Regions from separate parts of the Sus scrofa genome. Here all the other regions are linked to region 5. Evidence: chromatin contacts called from public Hi-C and HiChIP or PLAC-seq data. All regions are on one chromosome and are shown on one strand. The core of a region is the stretch at or near the end of the contact, and the rest is flanking DNA. Distances in the headings are between cores, read along the strand shown. Region 1 overlaps ZNF438 (zinc finger protein 438). Region 2 overlaps ZNF438 (zinc finger protein 438). Region 3 overlaps ZNF438 (zinc finger protein 438). Region 4 overlaps ZNF438 (zinc finger protein 438). Region 5 overlaps LOC110255684 (a long non-coding RNA gene).

What was found. Hi-C and Micro-C count contacts between places; a contact is called where the count stands out from the background. HiChIP or PLAC-seq counts read pairs in DNA pulled down with a chosen protein or histone mark.
Region 1: a Hi-C map of skeletal muscle shows a contact between it and region 5, with 4 times the contacts expected there. The contact joins two enhancer-like sites. A contact is called at or near these places in 5 of 47 Hi-C or Micro-C datasets (alveolar macrophages, embryonic fibroblasts, heart right ventricle and 2 more) and 1 of 2 datasets of contacts at active chromatin or transcription factors (skeletal muscle).
Region 2: an H3K27ac HiChIP or PLAC-seq map of skeletal muscle shows a contact between it and region 5. The contact joins two enhancer-like sites. A contact is called at or near these places in 9 of 47 Hi-C or Micro-C datasets (embryonic fibroblasts, epiblast stem cells, fetal heart ventricle and 4 more) and 1 of 2 datasets of contacts at active chromatin or transcription factors (skeletal muscle).
Region 3: a contact with region 5 is called in an H3K27ac HiChIP or PLAC-seq map of skeletal muscle. The contact joins two enhancer-like sites. A contact is called at or near these places in 4 of 47 Hi-C or Micro-C datasets (embryonic fibroblasts, heart right ventricle, skeletal muscle and 1 more) and 1 of 2 datasets of contacts at active chromatin or transcription factors (skeletal muscle).
Region 4: a contact with region 5 is called in a Hi-C map of liver, with 2.4 times the contacts expected there. The contact joins two enhancer-like sites. A contact is called at or near these places in 1 of 5 promoter capture datasets (liver), 20 of 47 Hi-C or Micro-C datasets (adipose tissue, alveolar macrophages, brain and 10 more) and 2 of 2 datasets of contacts at active chromatin or transcription factors (alveolar macrophages and skeletal muscle).

What each region holds. Positions count from the first base shown.
Region 1 is chr10:41,660,243-41,662,942 of Sscrofa11.1, forward strand. All of the region lies in intron 14 of ZNF438 (zinc finger protein 438), which reads right to left. Among named protein-coding and RNA genes, the nearest start is that of ZEB1, 350 kb to the right of the region's middle. Within about 2 kb of position 1,354, at least 15 of the 83 cell types and tissues checked have an H3K27ac peak or open chromatin away from gene starts, as enhancers often do. A contact at or near this core is called in retroperitoneal adipose tissue and skeletal muscle, where this site is marked.
Region 2 is chr10:41,721,387-41,724,086 of Sscrofa11.1, forward strand. The region is part of intron 12 of ZNF438 (zinc finger protein 438); the gene reads right to left. Among named protein-coding and RNA genes, the nearest start is that of ZEB1, 290 kb to the right of the region's middle. Within about 2 kb of position 1,360, at least 25 of the 83 cell types and tissues checked have an H3K27ac peak or open chromatin away from gene starts, as enhancers often do. A contact at or near this core is called in skeletal muscle, where this site is marked.
Region 3 is chr10:41,694,985-41,697,814 of Sscrofa11.1, forward strand. ZNF438 (zinc finger protein 438) reads right to left here. Exons shown (of 19, transcript XM_021064197.1): 13 at 483-586. The coding sequence starts at 561. Among named protein-coding and RNA genes, the nearest start is that of ZEB1, 320 kb to the right of the region's middle. Within about 2 kb of position 1,442, at least 30 of the 83 cell types and tissues checked have an H3K27ac peak or open chromatin away from gene starts, as enhancers often do. A contact at or near this core is called in embryonic fibroblasts, skeletal muscle and subcutaneous adipose tissue, where this site is marked.
Region 4 is chr10:41,767,923-41,770,622 of Sscrofa11.1, forward strand. All of the region lies in intron 10 of ZNF438 (zinc finger protein 438), which reads right to left. Among named protein-coding and RNA genes, the nearest start is that of ZEB1, 240 kb to the right of the region's middle. Within about 2 kb of position 1,404, at least 7 of the 83 cell types and tissues checked have an H3K27ac peak or open chromatin away from gene starts, as enhancers often do. A contact at or near this core is called in liver and omental adipose tissue, where this site is marked.
Region 5 is chr10:41,520,322-41,523,021 of Sscrofa11.1, forward strand. The region is part of intron 2 of LOC110255684 (a long non-coding RNA gene); the gene reads right to left. Among named protein-coding and RNA genes, the nearest start is that of SVIL, 350 kb to the left of the region's middle. Within about 2 kb of position 1,275, at least 59 of the 83 cell types and tissues checked have an H3K27ac peak or open chromatin away from gene starts, as enhancers often do. A contact at or near this core is called in embryonic fibroblasts, liver, omental adipose tissue and 3 more, where this site is marked.

The sequences.
Region 1 (2,700 bases), core at 104-2,603, 140 kb after region 5:
GATGTTTAAGAGCTGTGTGTTTACTGTAGGTAAAATATACCTCAATTTCTGAAAATGCTTGAAATATATTCCAAAGCAAAACAAATATCTAAGCCTATAGCTACTGGGAAAAAGAGATGGAAACAGAGTATTAGAAGAACAATATTACTTGCTGCATTTATTGAGAATTTACAAGAAAGAAATCTGTACAGGCCAGAATTGACAGGTGTGAGAGCAGAAATGAAAGGGAGTAGAGGATCCAGAAATCTGGAGGCTCCCAAGGTTAGAAAACCTGACTGCTTCTGGATTTTACCCAGTGAGAGAGAAGAATGAAAAAGGCTTTGAGGGAGCTCCCGTTGTGGCTCAGTGGGTTAAGAGCCCAACGTTGTCTCTCTGAGGATTTGGGTTTGATCTTTGGACTCATTCACTGGGTTAAGGATCCGGGGTTGCTGCAAGCTGCGCCACAGTCACACATGTGGTTCGGATCTGGTGTTGCTGTGACTGTGGTGTAGGCTGGCAGCTGCAGCTCCAGTTTGACCCCTAGCCTAGGAACTTCCATCTGCTGCAGGTGTGACCATAAAAAAGGGAAAAGAAAGAAAGAAAGAGAGAGAGAGAGAGAGAGAGAGAAAGGGAGAGAGAGAGAGAAAGAAAGGGAGAGAGACAGAGAAAGAAAGAAAGAGAAAGGAAGGAAGGAAGGAGGGAAGGAAGGAAGGAAGGAAGGAAGGAAGGAAGGAAGGAAGGAAAAAGCTTTGAGCGAAAATGGCCTGTTAGGTTGTTTCAGGTGAACAGAGGTTGCTCCAGGTGAGGTTAACCCTGTGAACTTCCAGTGAGGCCCATCTCAAAGGGCCATAGCAAGGCCCTCAGGAAGCTGAGAGAGAGGGGAGCAGGAGAAGGGGAGCAAAGAAATAAGTTAGGCTTGGGACTTTTTGTGCTGTTTTGGTGTGCCTTTTGGCTGGAGTGACCATGCACAATGTGTTGTTGTCCAACCCTGGATAGTTACGAGAGTGAAAAAGGGCACTGTTATCTAACCCGCCTAAGAGATATAAACTAAGACTGTCCCTGCCAGACTGGGACATGGAATCCCTCTATTACTATCACATCCCACTACAGGAATGTAGATCAGAAGCCAGCTGAGTTTCTAGGGAATAACCTTGCCAAAAACCCCACAACTCTTGTCTCTAAGCCTTGGCTGACACCTCTAAGCTCGAGCTGCCAGAAGTGCATGATTAGAAAGTAGGAAACAAAAGCTACATAGACTCCAAGGAGGGCAGATTCCCCAGCTTCCACATAAGCCATGAACATGACCTTGGAGGAAGACAGGTGATGAAGAAGCTTCCAGAAGACAGATTCCGGTCCTAGAGAATGATGAACAGTGGGGTTCCTTCTAGAGAGCAGGGCCAGAGTCTAATCCAGGGACACCTCCTGCACTGGGCAAGAGTTCTTCCAAGTGCTTCTTGCCATTCCATTTGTTTCGTCACCATCAGTATTCCTAATTCCAAATGTCCCCTCAGCTTTAGAAAATTAAACTTGTAATGTGCTACCTGGGCCTAATGCAATAAATTACGGACAGCGCACGTAATGCGATGGTGGTGGGAATGAACCCGAAGAGTCTTTGACAAAGATCACGGGGCCATGATTTTCATCCAACCTTCGCTATTAACGGCGTGACCCTGCATAAATTGTGATTTCTCGGACTTCAGTTCCTTCATTTGTAAGATGGATAAGAGGATGCCTTCCAGTTTTCGAAGTCTAATTTCAAATTTTTGTCCTCACTGAGCCAAAAGAACTCCAAAAATCCTCTCCAAAATAGTCATTACTTGGAGAACTCATAAGAGACTAGCTGGTTTGGTTCTTACAGCAAAAGCAACTCAGCACAATTCTAAAAAGTTATATTGGCAAGAAAAGTCCTGGCACGTTTTCATTTCTTGATTTTTCCATATTATTTTGCTCTCACTTTAGTATATTAAGGAATAAAATATCACCATTTTTAAGAAGGAAAAGACACTTGCCTTCCATTTCATTAGGCTTCAGAAACTGATCCAAAAAGAGGGGGAACTGCATGGACTTAAAAATTTCAATTCTTTTGTAATATTTACAAACTAAAATTTAGAATGCTTTAAAAACCAAAACAATTTGGAGAAGATTTTTAATCTAGAAAATACCACAGTAACATATTTTATTAGTTATATAGTCAACAATATTCAAACTGACTCCTAAAAGTATTATTTTTTCAAATAATTAAAATTTGAAAAATATGTCTGCTAAATTTCAATTTTTGATACCTCTAATTTTTGGAAGAAAACAGCACTCAGGACTCTTCTTCACTGACAAAAGGTAAGACACAAACTAATATTCTACATTGATATTTTGTTGCTCATATTTAATATAGTTTTGTATATGCAAAAAAAAAAAAATAAGAGCTAAACATTTTAAGAGAGTAAGACCCAAACTTTGTTACTTCAAATCACTATAAGTTGGGACAAAGAAAAAATGGCAAACATTTTACAGGTTCTGTTATCACATATCCTATTATCAGCGAGTTTCTAAATCAGTCACATTAATGATTATCACTGATTATAAAACTATGACCACGTGCTGGGCTACCAGATAAAACAAGAATATCAACTCCACAGTACCTTGAGAAAAGATCACTCAATTATTTGTTGAATGAATTAGTAAACAAAAAAATAAGAAACCGAAATAAGCATGATAAAACAACCT
Region 2 (2,700 bases), core at 110-2,609, 200 kb after region 5:
AGAATCTGGAAAAAGCACAGATATATAAGTATAACTGAATTATTTGCTGAAACTAACACAACGTCCTCCATCAATCATATGTCCATTTAAAAAAAGAATGAAAATAAAACAAATAAAAATAAATAAAACACCTAAAATTCCCGATTTTTGGGAGGGGGGGGTGGTGGAAAGAAAGGAATAGGCATTCCTGTTGTGGCTCAATGGGTTAAGGACCTGACATACTGTCCACGAGGATGTGGGTTCAATCCCTGGCCTCACTCAGTGGGTTAAGGATCTGGCATTGCCACAAGCTGTGGTGTAGGTCACAGATGTGGCTTAAATCTGGTGTTGCTGTGGTTGTGGTGTAGGCGGACAGCTGCAGCTCCAATTCAACCCCTACCTAGCCTGGAAACTTCCATATGCCATGGATACAGCGGGTGGGCGGCTGGGAAGAAAGAAGGAAGGGAGGGAGGGAGGAGCTGAGGAGGAAGGATGACATTTAAAATTAGGGATATAGGAGTTCCCGTTGTGGCGCAGGGGAAACAAAGCCAACTAGGAACCATGAGGTTGTGGGTTCGATCCCTGGCCTCGCTCAGTGGATTGAGGATCCAGCATTGCCATGAGCTGTGGTATAAGTCACAGATGTGGCTCTGATCCTGCATTGCTGTGGCTGTGGCATAGGCTGGCAGTCATAGCTCCAATTCGACCCCTAGCCTGGAAACCTCCATATGCTGTGGATGTGGCCCTAAAAAGCAAGAATTAAAAAAATAAAAAATAAAATAAAATTAGGGATATATGAGATCACAGCGAGAGTAACATAGATGACAGCCCGAGACTGAGCCCTGAAGAACGTCAACTTTCAGAGCCTATGAAGAATAGGGGACATCAAAAGAGACTTTGGAAATTTTATGTGTATCTTATGCTTCCAAGTGTAAGAGGGACAGCGAATGAGAGCCACAGAAAGACATAGGTAGAACTGACGAGGAAAAGTTACCCAGAGAGGTTTCTGTCCAGTATAACGAGCACTGTGAGTAAGCTGGCACCACTCTTAGGCTTCCTTCAAAAGCAGCTGGAATTATTTGATATCTACAAACTACAAGATCCATCGCTGGCCATCATAATCTCCTTCAAAAACCACCTTTCAAAGTCACGTGCCACTCCACTTCTGACTCCTGACCTGCTGATGGAGTCTAGAGCTGCGTTTCACGTGCCAGCTGCTCAATTACTCCTGCCCTGGCCCCTGGCATGGGTCCTGGCTTCTGAATCCAAGTTCTCACCCCCACTAACAACTTGGATTGCCCAGTGCTGACCAGGAGGTGCGCTGAGATCATGTTCCCCCGGGCTGCCAAGAGTTCCTGGCGCGTGGTCAAGGCAGCACACAGGGAGTGAGTGTTCCGCAATTAATCAGGTGACAGAGAACAACTGACATGCTCGGGGACCAGAGGATGAGCCAGAGTGAGGCAGCAACGCGGAGCGGGAGACAGCGCTCCAGGCCTGTCACCCCAGGAGAACCTGTTCTGGGTCCCCCAGGGCAATGAGACCTCCTTTCACCCAGAACACTGGAAGTTCTTAAGTTTACCATGTGCATGTGTCCAAGGATGCAGGATTCCCTGGATGCTGGTAACCTTAGGAACCAAAAAGTGGGTTCTGCACGCCCTTGGGGTGGCCTGGGGACATCTGTGTCCCTCTCTGCCACATCTATGATGGAAACTTCAAACTATCCCATAGGTGGTTAACGAGCCTGACTAGTATCCATGAGGATGCAGGTTCGATCCCCAGCCTCACTCAGTGGGTTGGGGGTCTGGCGTGGCTATGGCTGTAGCATAGGCCGGCAGCTACAGCTCCAATTTGACCCTTAGCCTGGGAACCTCCATACACCTCAGTGCAGCCCTAAAAAGACAAAAAAAAAAAAAAAAAAAGGAAAAGATAAAAAGAAAGTGCCTGGTAGTACCTATTAGCTCTTCTCCTTTATACTTTAGGTGACCATAAAATGACAGCCAGTCAGCTGAACGGTAAAGCATGTTTCCAAAGTCTCAAACAACAATTTGAAAGCCCTGCAAGCACAGAAGTAGAATAAAAGGCTCTTTAATTTGTTTTTTGTTTTTTTGAACATGTGAACTATTACATGATCAATGGAGTTGGAACTTGTCCTGAAAAAAAATGCTCCCTCCCTTTTTCTAAACTTTCCTGCCAAGGTTAACACAATTATGCTCCATGATGAAGAAGCAAAGATGTAAATTCTACTGACATGAGATGGATAACATCAATTCTGAATAAGTATCATCAAGCAAAAGAGAATTCTCCAAAATTTTTCTGCAAGAGTCATTCGGGCCCATGTCTGCTGTTTAAAATGTTTATATCCTTTAAGCAGACTGTATTTCTATTTCCCTTTATGAAATTTAACGAAAATCCTTAAAGTTGGCAACAGCAGCAGGAAACCATTTATAAGGCCAGCATGGCTATTTTACTTTTATTAACGAAAAGTTATGTAATAGTTGCGGCAAACTGCAGAGTTCTCTTTTATAGTCTTTTAATATTTATAGAAATTTCAGAGAGTTATACGGCCAGAGTTCATTTTGGAAAGTGAGAGTTTCAATTATCAGACAGCAATCAATTATTCTAGCTCAGCTACCGCAATGGCTATTTAAGAGTTGCGCTCATCTTTATTCATGTTTTTTAACAATAGGTCAACTGTGTCCAGTACTTGACCTAGAAGCTCAA
Region 3 (2,830 bases), core at 192-2,691, 170 kb after region 5:
TCTTAGGAGCTCTGGGACACAGGTTCAATCCCTGGCTGCGTACAGTGAGTTAAGGATCTGGTATTGCCACACCTTCAGCTTAGGTCGTGACTATAGCTCAGATCTGATCTCTGGCCCGGGAACTCCATATACTGCAGTGCGGCCAAAAAAGATAAAAACATTTCAAAACCAGTCCCTCTAGCTTGTTAAGGCAGATCCAAACAAAACCAACCTAAAAATTCCTCTACCCACCTCCATGGAAAACCATGTTACACATGCATAAAAAATATTTTATCTCACTGCTTTAAGCCATGCAAACAGCTTACTTTGGCCTAAACACCAGCAAACTTAAATTATTCTAGAAACTCCTTCAAAGAGCCGTGGTTTTGTTCCTGTCCATCCCCAAACCCTTAGGTTCCCAAGTTGGTGGAGGGGACAGGGCAGTGTGCTCTAGGCCACACGAGCACACATGCCTGGAGCTGTGCCACAGGAAAGCTCGTTACCTGGACAAGGGCAGTGCTGGTACAGGTGACCCTGCCCCATCAATTCATCAGCAGCTGCTGACCCATGCTCATGCTTCATAGGAGCAGAACGTTTTCCCCTAAAACTTAAGGAGAAAAAGGCAAAAATAGAAAATCTTTTGCCAACCACAAAAATACATATTTTACAAGTTGTGGAATTAAAAGCAGCTGCTCTACACTTTAAAAACCAGAGAAAAAGTATAAAATAAGTATCTCCCTCTGACCAGCTACGACCTCCTGAACTGAACTGAAGCAGAAATATTGACCTGTCAGTGCCACAGCTTAAAGGGACCTACGGATCAAGTAAGCTAAAAGCAAGTGGTGGCATCAACTATTACCCTTCTTCTAGCAGAACCCACTTGTGTGATCTTTACTAGATTCCCAGGCTTTCACTTCACTAGAGATGCACTAAACTAGGAGTCTGTAGGTTTAAAATTTTGTGCAATTAATCTGACAACAAATTGGGTGGCTGGCTGTTAAATATGAGTTAGAAAACGGACTAAATGTTAGGGCTCCATTCTTGTCTCGAATCAAAGACATTTCTCCTGGGATTGCAAAGGAATGAGCATGTAGCCTATCTCATGGATGAAAGGGCGATCTCTAATCTTTAAAAACAGGAGGTCCGCCTCCATGATCACCTGGGACAAGCCTGGCTAGCGCACGTCAGCAAGGAGGTTATAGGAGCCTGGGAACGTTTAACATCAAGAAAGGAATTACAGCCCAGTAAGATCAGAGGGAATTACACAGGAAATGTGAACAGTAACCCTTTCAAATCCCTGTCCCCCCTCCCACCGCCTGTGATAGATGGAGTCCGGCTGCCATCCAGCTATGCGCTTACACAAGCCAACAGCTGAGGGGAACTGGGGAAAAGGGGAAAAGCCCATATATACACATGCACGGAGCACAGCATAAATTCGTAATGACGTGATAAAGTTGTGCTGCTCCAGAAAAAAGCCCCTGAGCCTTTCCAATGGCCACGTATGCACTTTATCACTGTCTCATCCAACCAGAGCCCCAAGTAAAAAATCCCACAGAAATTTGCAGAATCGGGCGGGGGTGGGGAGGACAGAAGAGTTAGTTGGCAGACTCATCATCGTAAGCAAGGAAACGTGGCCCCTCTGAAGCTGACCAAACAAATAGGTCTCCGCCCTGGCTTATGTTTAAACATCTTGTTCCTCATCGGTCTGTAGGGAAAACATTCTTTCCACAATAAATAACGTGCAATTGAATCAGAAATTCTTCCTCCAGGCTTTATCTACTCTGTAGAGGGTTCTTCAGTACTGTTAGCCAGAAGCCTAAAGAATTCAACTGATTGCAGACTTTTTTCTTAAAGAGCTGCTCACTTATAGTCAAGGCCAGTTAAATTATTTCTCGTTGCTAATTCTGGAAAAGCAAATGTGACTGTGTCTTTCCTGGACCCCTTTAGAGACCCCTAGGTTGGGACCTCAAGCAAAGAGCTACTTTTGCCACAACAGCCTCTTGGAAAAGGGGAAATGTTCAGTTTCTACAAACAGGTGAGTTCGAGAGAGATTCATTAAAAATCAAGACCAACCAACCAACCAACCAAAAAAAAAAAACCCATGGTTCTCAGACAGAAAGGGTATGGTGGGGCAGTAAAATAAAATGAAAAGGAGTTCCCGTTGTGGCGCGGCAGAAACCAATCCGACCAGTAACCATGAGGTTGCGGGTTCATTCCCTGGCCTCGCTCGGTGGCTTAAGGATCTGGCATTGCTGTGAGCCGTGGCATAGATCACAGACGCAGCTTGGATCCTGTGTTGCTGTGGCTGTGGCGTAGGCCAGCAGTTGTAGCTCTGATTTGACCCCTAGCCTGGGAACCTCCATATGCCATGGGTGCAGCCCTAAAAAGCAAAATACACACATACATATATACAGTGAAGAAAAAGGTGATGTTTACAGGAAGCTAAGTTTAAAACTTGGAATCAAACTTCACAGGTCTGAAACAAGAGTTCACTTTTTTCCCACTGGTATTACCAGGCTAGAGATGGTTCACTGCAAAGAGTAGGTCAAGGAATAAATGAAAGTGGATACAAAGCTGACAAAGCAAACTACCAATAAAAGTCAAAAGGGTTAGCGTCTTAGAACTCTCCAGAGAGGGAACTAGAAAACCAAAGGGCTTTTTTTTTTTTTTTTTTTTTTCAGCATTGTGCCGCCTCCAAAGCATATGAGTCTTGAAGAAACAACCTACATTGGCAGTGATACTGTGAGTGACTGGGGTTTCTACTGGAGACTTCTAACGGCTGCAAGTTAAACAACAGCCTCTCATTTCTCTGGTGCTGGCTCACAGGCAGGCAGGAAGGCCCATGAATAAT
Region 4 (2,700 bases), core at 154-2,653, 250 kb after region 5:
GTCCCTGCCTCCCTCAGTGGGTTAAGGATCCGGCTTTGCCGTGAGCTATGGTATAAGTCACAGACTGTGTTGCTGTGGCTCTGGCGTAGGCCAGCAGCTACAGCTCCCATTTGACCCGTAGCCTGGGAACCTCCATATGCCACAGGTGTAGCCCCAAAAAGACAAAAAAGTAAAAAATAAAAAAAATAAATTATATAATTAAAAATTTTCAAAGGAACTTGGATAAAAGGAATTTGATGCTGTATTTCATCTGGTCAGCATTAGGAAGAGTGGCTTCTGTTGTCTTTTAATAGGAGAGCTCACCATCACTCGCTCTCTGCTGGGACCTACCTGACTAATAACCATCAACTTGCCCTCCCAGAGCCTGGGTTTAAAACTGACAAAGCCTGAGCCATCAGCAGGCCACTTAAGATATAATTCTACTTTATATCATATCTAATGTTCTTAAGCTAACTGGAATCGTGGCTTAAAAAACAATAATAATAATTACTCCCACTCCATTACATTTACACTTGATACAATAGCAGATTTAAAATTTTGTGAACTGGGAGTTCACAAGAGGGCGTTCACCTTTTAGGAGTTCCCTTTGTGGCTCAGTGGAAACCCAACTAGGATCCATGAGGACGCGGGTCCAATCCCTGGCCTCACTCAGTGGGTTAAGGATCCAGCATTGCCGTGAGCTGTGCTGGAGGTTGCAGAAGTAGCTGGGATCCCGTGTTGCTCTGGCTGTGGTGTAGGCCGGCAGCTGTAGCTCCAATTCAACCCCTAGCTTGGGAACCTCCATATGCCATGGGTGCAGCCCTAAAATAAAAATAAAAAATTTGTGAACTGCAAAATGACATGGCACATCTCCACATTTATACTTGTGGAGGGCTCCTGTTTGGAGTTCTGGTCGCCTTGGTAATTCAGATCAATTCTCCCACCAAAAGCTAAAAAGGCTAAACAAAATATAAGTTTACATATTGGAAGGAAAAAACTCTGTAAATAATTATAAAAACTACGATGGTGCAAATTTATATAATCTTTCAATGGTTCAAATGTGAAATGCTATTAGGAAGTAGTAAAGTTGTGATAAATGTGTGGAGGTTACTGCATGCCCCGAAAGAGATCTACGGAAAAAAGACAGCTATTTTTGTGTATATTCTTCAAGTTTCTATGTTCCACCTTGTTCCACCTCTAAGAGATGTTAAGAGATATAATTCATAGTTCCATCTATGACAAATATCACCAGATCCTTTTTCTGCGACCAAACCACATAGCTCATTGTTAAAAGGATGATCGGAAGAGAAACTCAAACATATTCCAATGTGTGGAACTTTGGCAAGAGATACTTAAACTGGTGGAAACCTGCCGAAATACTTCACACGAGCCCTCCGTCACCCTCTATGATGCAATCTGCAACCTTTCCAGCCAACTCCCTTATTTCACTAGCCAGCCCTTGTCAACACTGAGGTAATAGAGCTGGAAAAACTCATCACTCCACTGGGATATTCAAATATCAAATTTTACTTCATTTGGTGAAAATTATACGGTTGCCAAAGAAAACTAATGCAAAGAGGGGAAACTATGAAAGGTTTGGAGCCATTCTTTTGTTGCAAAGAGCTCTTGGGAGGCCTCAAATCCATCTGCCACTGCTTAGGCATTCTTTTGTTGCTCTGACCCCTTCCTGCCCCACCCCTCAAGCATATGGGGCAGCGAGAAGGCTGGGGTGAACTCACCAGCCCAGGCTTCTGTGTTCAGCCAGCCCTAGTCTTATTCCCAAAGGTCCTCCTTCAGACTCTGCTCCTCCAGAAGGAGAGCTGTGTTCTACTGATGGCTGGACCTCCAAACCTAACCCCGTGTCCTGCAAAGAAAGTCTGACATCTACTCCACGGCAGGCACCGGATTAGGGATGAGAAATAGAGACATAATAAAGACACAGAAGGAAGTTCCCATTGTGGCACAGCAGAAACGAATCCGACTCGTATCCACGAGGATGTGGGTTCAACCCCTGGCCTCACTCAGTGGGTCAGGGATCCAGCATTGCCATGAGCTATGGTGTGCGCTGCAGATGTGGCTCGGATTCCGCGTTGCTGTGGCTATGGTGCACGCCAGCAGCCGTAACTCTGATTCAATCCCTAGCCTGGGAACTTTTATATGCCGCAGGTGCAGCCCTTAAAAAAAAAATCTAAAAAAATAAAAAATGAGAGAGATACAGACCTCACTCTCTGGACCCTCAAGGAAGGAAAATGATTTGGATACAGTTGCCTCAGCAGAATGGAGGAATGAAAAGCCAGTGAGCACAGCCCCATGGCCCGTGTTCTTTTCTCCCTAGACAATCAAGGCTTAGATGAGGAAGGAGAGAGCAGGCTTTCTCTTCAGAAATGTAAACGTGCGTCTTCAGCCCTGACCTTCCCAGAGTTCCACATTCACACCTTCAACCACCCATTCAATGCGTCCACTTGGAAGGAGTTCCAGGGATGAGTTGTGATGACTCTGAAGCCAGACTGCTTGGGGAGGAAGCCCAGCTCCATCACTACCCAGTTGGGTGGCTGACTGTAGGCAGGTCACTTTTAACCTCTCCATGCTTGTCTTTTCATGTGTAAAGCAGGGCTCTAGTGGTTCCTTGCACACACAACTGCTATGAGAATTAAATGAATTGATAAGGGTAAAAGTGCCTAAAACCCTGCCAAGTACACAATTCATGCTCTCACAGTGCTT
Region 5 (2,700 bases), core at 25-2,524:
GTCCTCGCAAATATTTGGTTTCAAGGAACGGGGTCCCGTTACACAGCTCAATAGCTGGAGGCTCCAAGGGCTGCAGCAGTAAGCCTTGTCCCCTTCTTGTCCCCCAGCCGTCAGCAGACAGCCCATAAAAAATGCGGGGCTCGTGTTCACACAGGGGGCTGTTGGTTTTATGGGCTGGGGGAAGGGAGGCTGCCCTGGAGTCTCAATTAAACGGGTCTCAGCTGCCAGGGACACAGCAATCATGGAGGGACACCTGGGTCCAGGGGGGCCTACAGGGACTTGATGTTCCGTGGGGGTGCCCTACTCACCCATGAAATGTGCACATTGTCCCTCTCCTGCCTCCCAGAGCCACCAGCTCCCCACCTCCTAGTCCCACCACACAGACGGCCCCTGCCCTTGAAACATGGCCGGCAGTGCTGGGTTCTGCCCTCCTGGACCTCGGGCTGGGCCTCCTCTTTGCTTTCCTCCCTCGGTAGAAGCACACATACCCTTGGGAAAAGGTTACTGGTTCACTCTCAAACAGGTGCCTGAATTATATCTCTTCAAGGGCATTTTCCATTCAGTTGAGGGCCCAGCCTTCAATCCCAGGAATAGGTCTCTTACCATGGAATGCCCTAGTGGATGGCATGAAAGGGGAGCCTCCTGTCCCCTATACTCTAAGCTCTTTTAGGGGAAAGGAGGACTTCAACCCGAGGTGGGGGCTCCTCTGTGAGCCTGACTCTATTCTGGGCCCCCTTGATCTCTAAAGGCAGCTTGTTTAGCATCTTGGAGAAGGATACGAGGAAAGGCTTGGAGGATGCTGGGCACCAGGTGGCGCTATTGCCCAGGACCGTCTAGTTGCCCTCAGAGGGGCGGTGGCGGCGGGGGAGGGGGCCTGGAGCAGCTGGAACTGCACTGGTTAAGAGGGGGTGCAGCCGTGGTGCGGGGGCGCTTCTAGTCGCGAGTTCCTAACTCAGCGGTAACTGGAGGGCGGAGCTTAAAGAATGAGTCGCAAATTCTTCCCCAATCCCTGTCATAAAGCCCTGTGACTCTGATTCCCGGGGTGGGGTGATGGGCTGGGGCCGGACCAAGGACAGACTTCTATTGTGGTCCTTGGGGGTGGGGCAGGACACTGCTCTTTTCAGGTTCAAGCAGAGGGGTCCCAGGAGGTTAACTGGGCACTGTACGTGCGCTCTTTCCAGGAGCGTAAACCCAGCTCCAGAGGCGCCCGGTCCGCGGCTCCCAGGGCGGATCCGAGCGGGTCGCGCGGCGCATCCCCGGGGCGGAGCTGCCCGCGCAGCTGCGCTCCCACCCCCGCCCCCTGGTCTGGAAAAAGCAAAAGCATCTCTAGGTGCTGTGCTTTCTTCACGTAGTGATTACCACGTGTCAGAGAGAAACTGCTGCTTTCTGTATAACCACAGACCACTTCGGAGAACAGGACTGGGGATCAAAAAGGAAAACTACTTCAAAACAAAATGCTGCAGGCTGCCTTTTTCCTCCTCCCTTTCTCTCTCATTTTTTTTTTTTTCCGGGGCGGGGGTGGGGGTGGGAGGAAGGATTAAAAAAACAAACAAAAAAGTAAGTCCGCATCTTCTCGCAACTGCAGCTGATTTCCTGTGTAAACGAAAACCATGTGATATTCCATAAATGCTTCCAGCTTTAAATGACAGGAAATGAAAACCATCACGGAAAAGGACAACTTCGGAATAAATCCCCAGTGCAGATATCATTACGGCGACATATCAGGGGGACGGTCGTCGGGCCGCCTGCACATCCCCGCAGGTCATTAGAGGGGCTGCTAAAGGGGGCCGGGCGCCGGGGGCAGCTCCCCCCGAAGTGTTCCTTCTGCGGGAGAAATGGGGCGGCGGCGATCACACCCCGGCGCAGCGCCCGGCAACTGGGCTTTCAATTAGGGACCGAGCTGGGAAAAGCAGTCTTTTCTTTCCGCACGCCTCGCCGGGGTCAGGTCACGACCCCTCCACCGTGTTCAATCGGCAGTGCCATCCATATGCATGAAGGCTAATTAACTCTGAAAGGCCCGGCTGGCGGGGCCCTCCCTGCCGCGCAGGGGTGGGGTGGGATGGCGCCCCCCCGAACACTCACGCCCACCCCGTCCTCTCCCGGGAGGCCCAACCTCTGCAGCTGCTCCCGCGCTGGCCGAGTGCACACGTGTGCGCACGGAGCGCGCTACTCCGCCGCGCGGGGCTGGCTGGGCCAGGGAATTAGACGCGTCATTTGTCGCCAGCCTAGCAACACGTGCTGATTTATCCTGATGGCTCCCGCCTGGCCCCAGCGCCCACCGCGGGCCCAAAGTAGGAAAGGGATGCTTTTCAGGTTCAGGGACCAGGACTCTAGCCCCAACCCTCGCTGCCTGTGGGAGGGAGCCTGGGTGAGTCACGCCAGCTCTCTGGGTTCCCTGCCTTTGCTCAGCTCTCACGTGAGGTTGTTGGGCTGGAAAATCAGTCGAGTACCAAAGATAAATCCCGAGAGATCTATGCAGCTGCCACATTTTCCCCAGCTCAGAGTATTTTTCGGTTTCCCAGTTCATGACAAGCCAGGAGGTGCCTCGGTTTCCACGGGGTGGAATCTGGGGTGACCTTTTCTATTTCTTTCTGTATCAGTTGCAACTCTTTGGCTTCAGAGTTTTCAAAAAGACCTTGAACTAGCAAACTAGAGAAAATTTATTTTACTGAGTGTTTGCTTGTGGACCCACAACCTAGG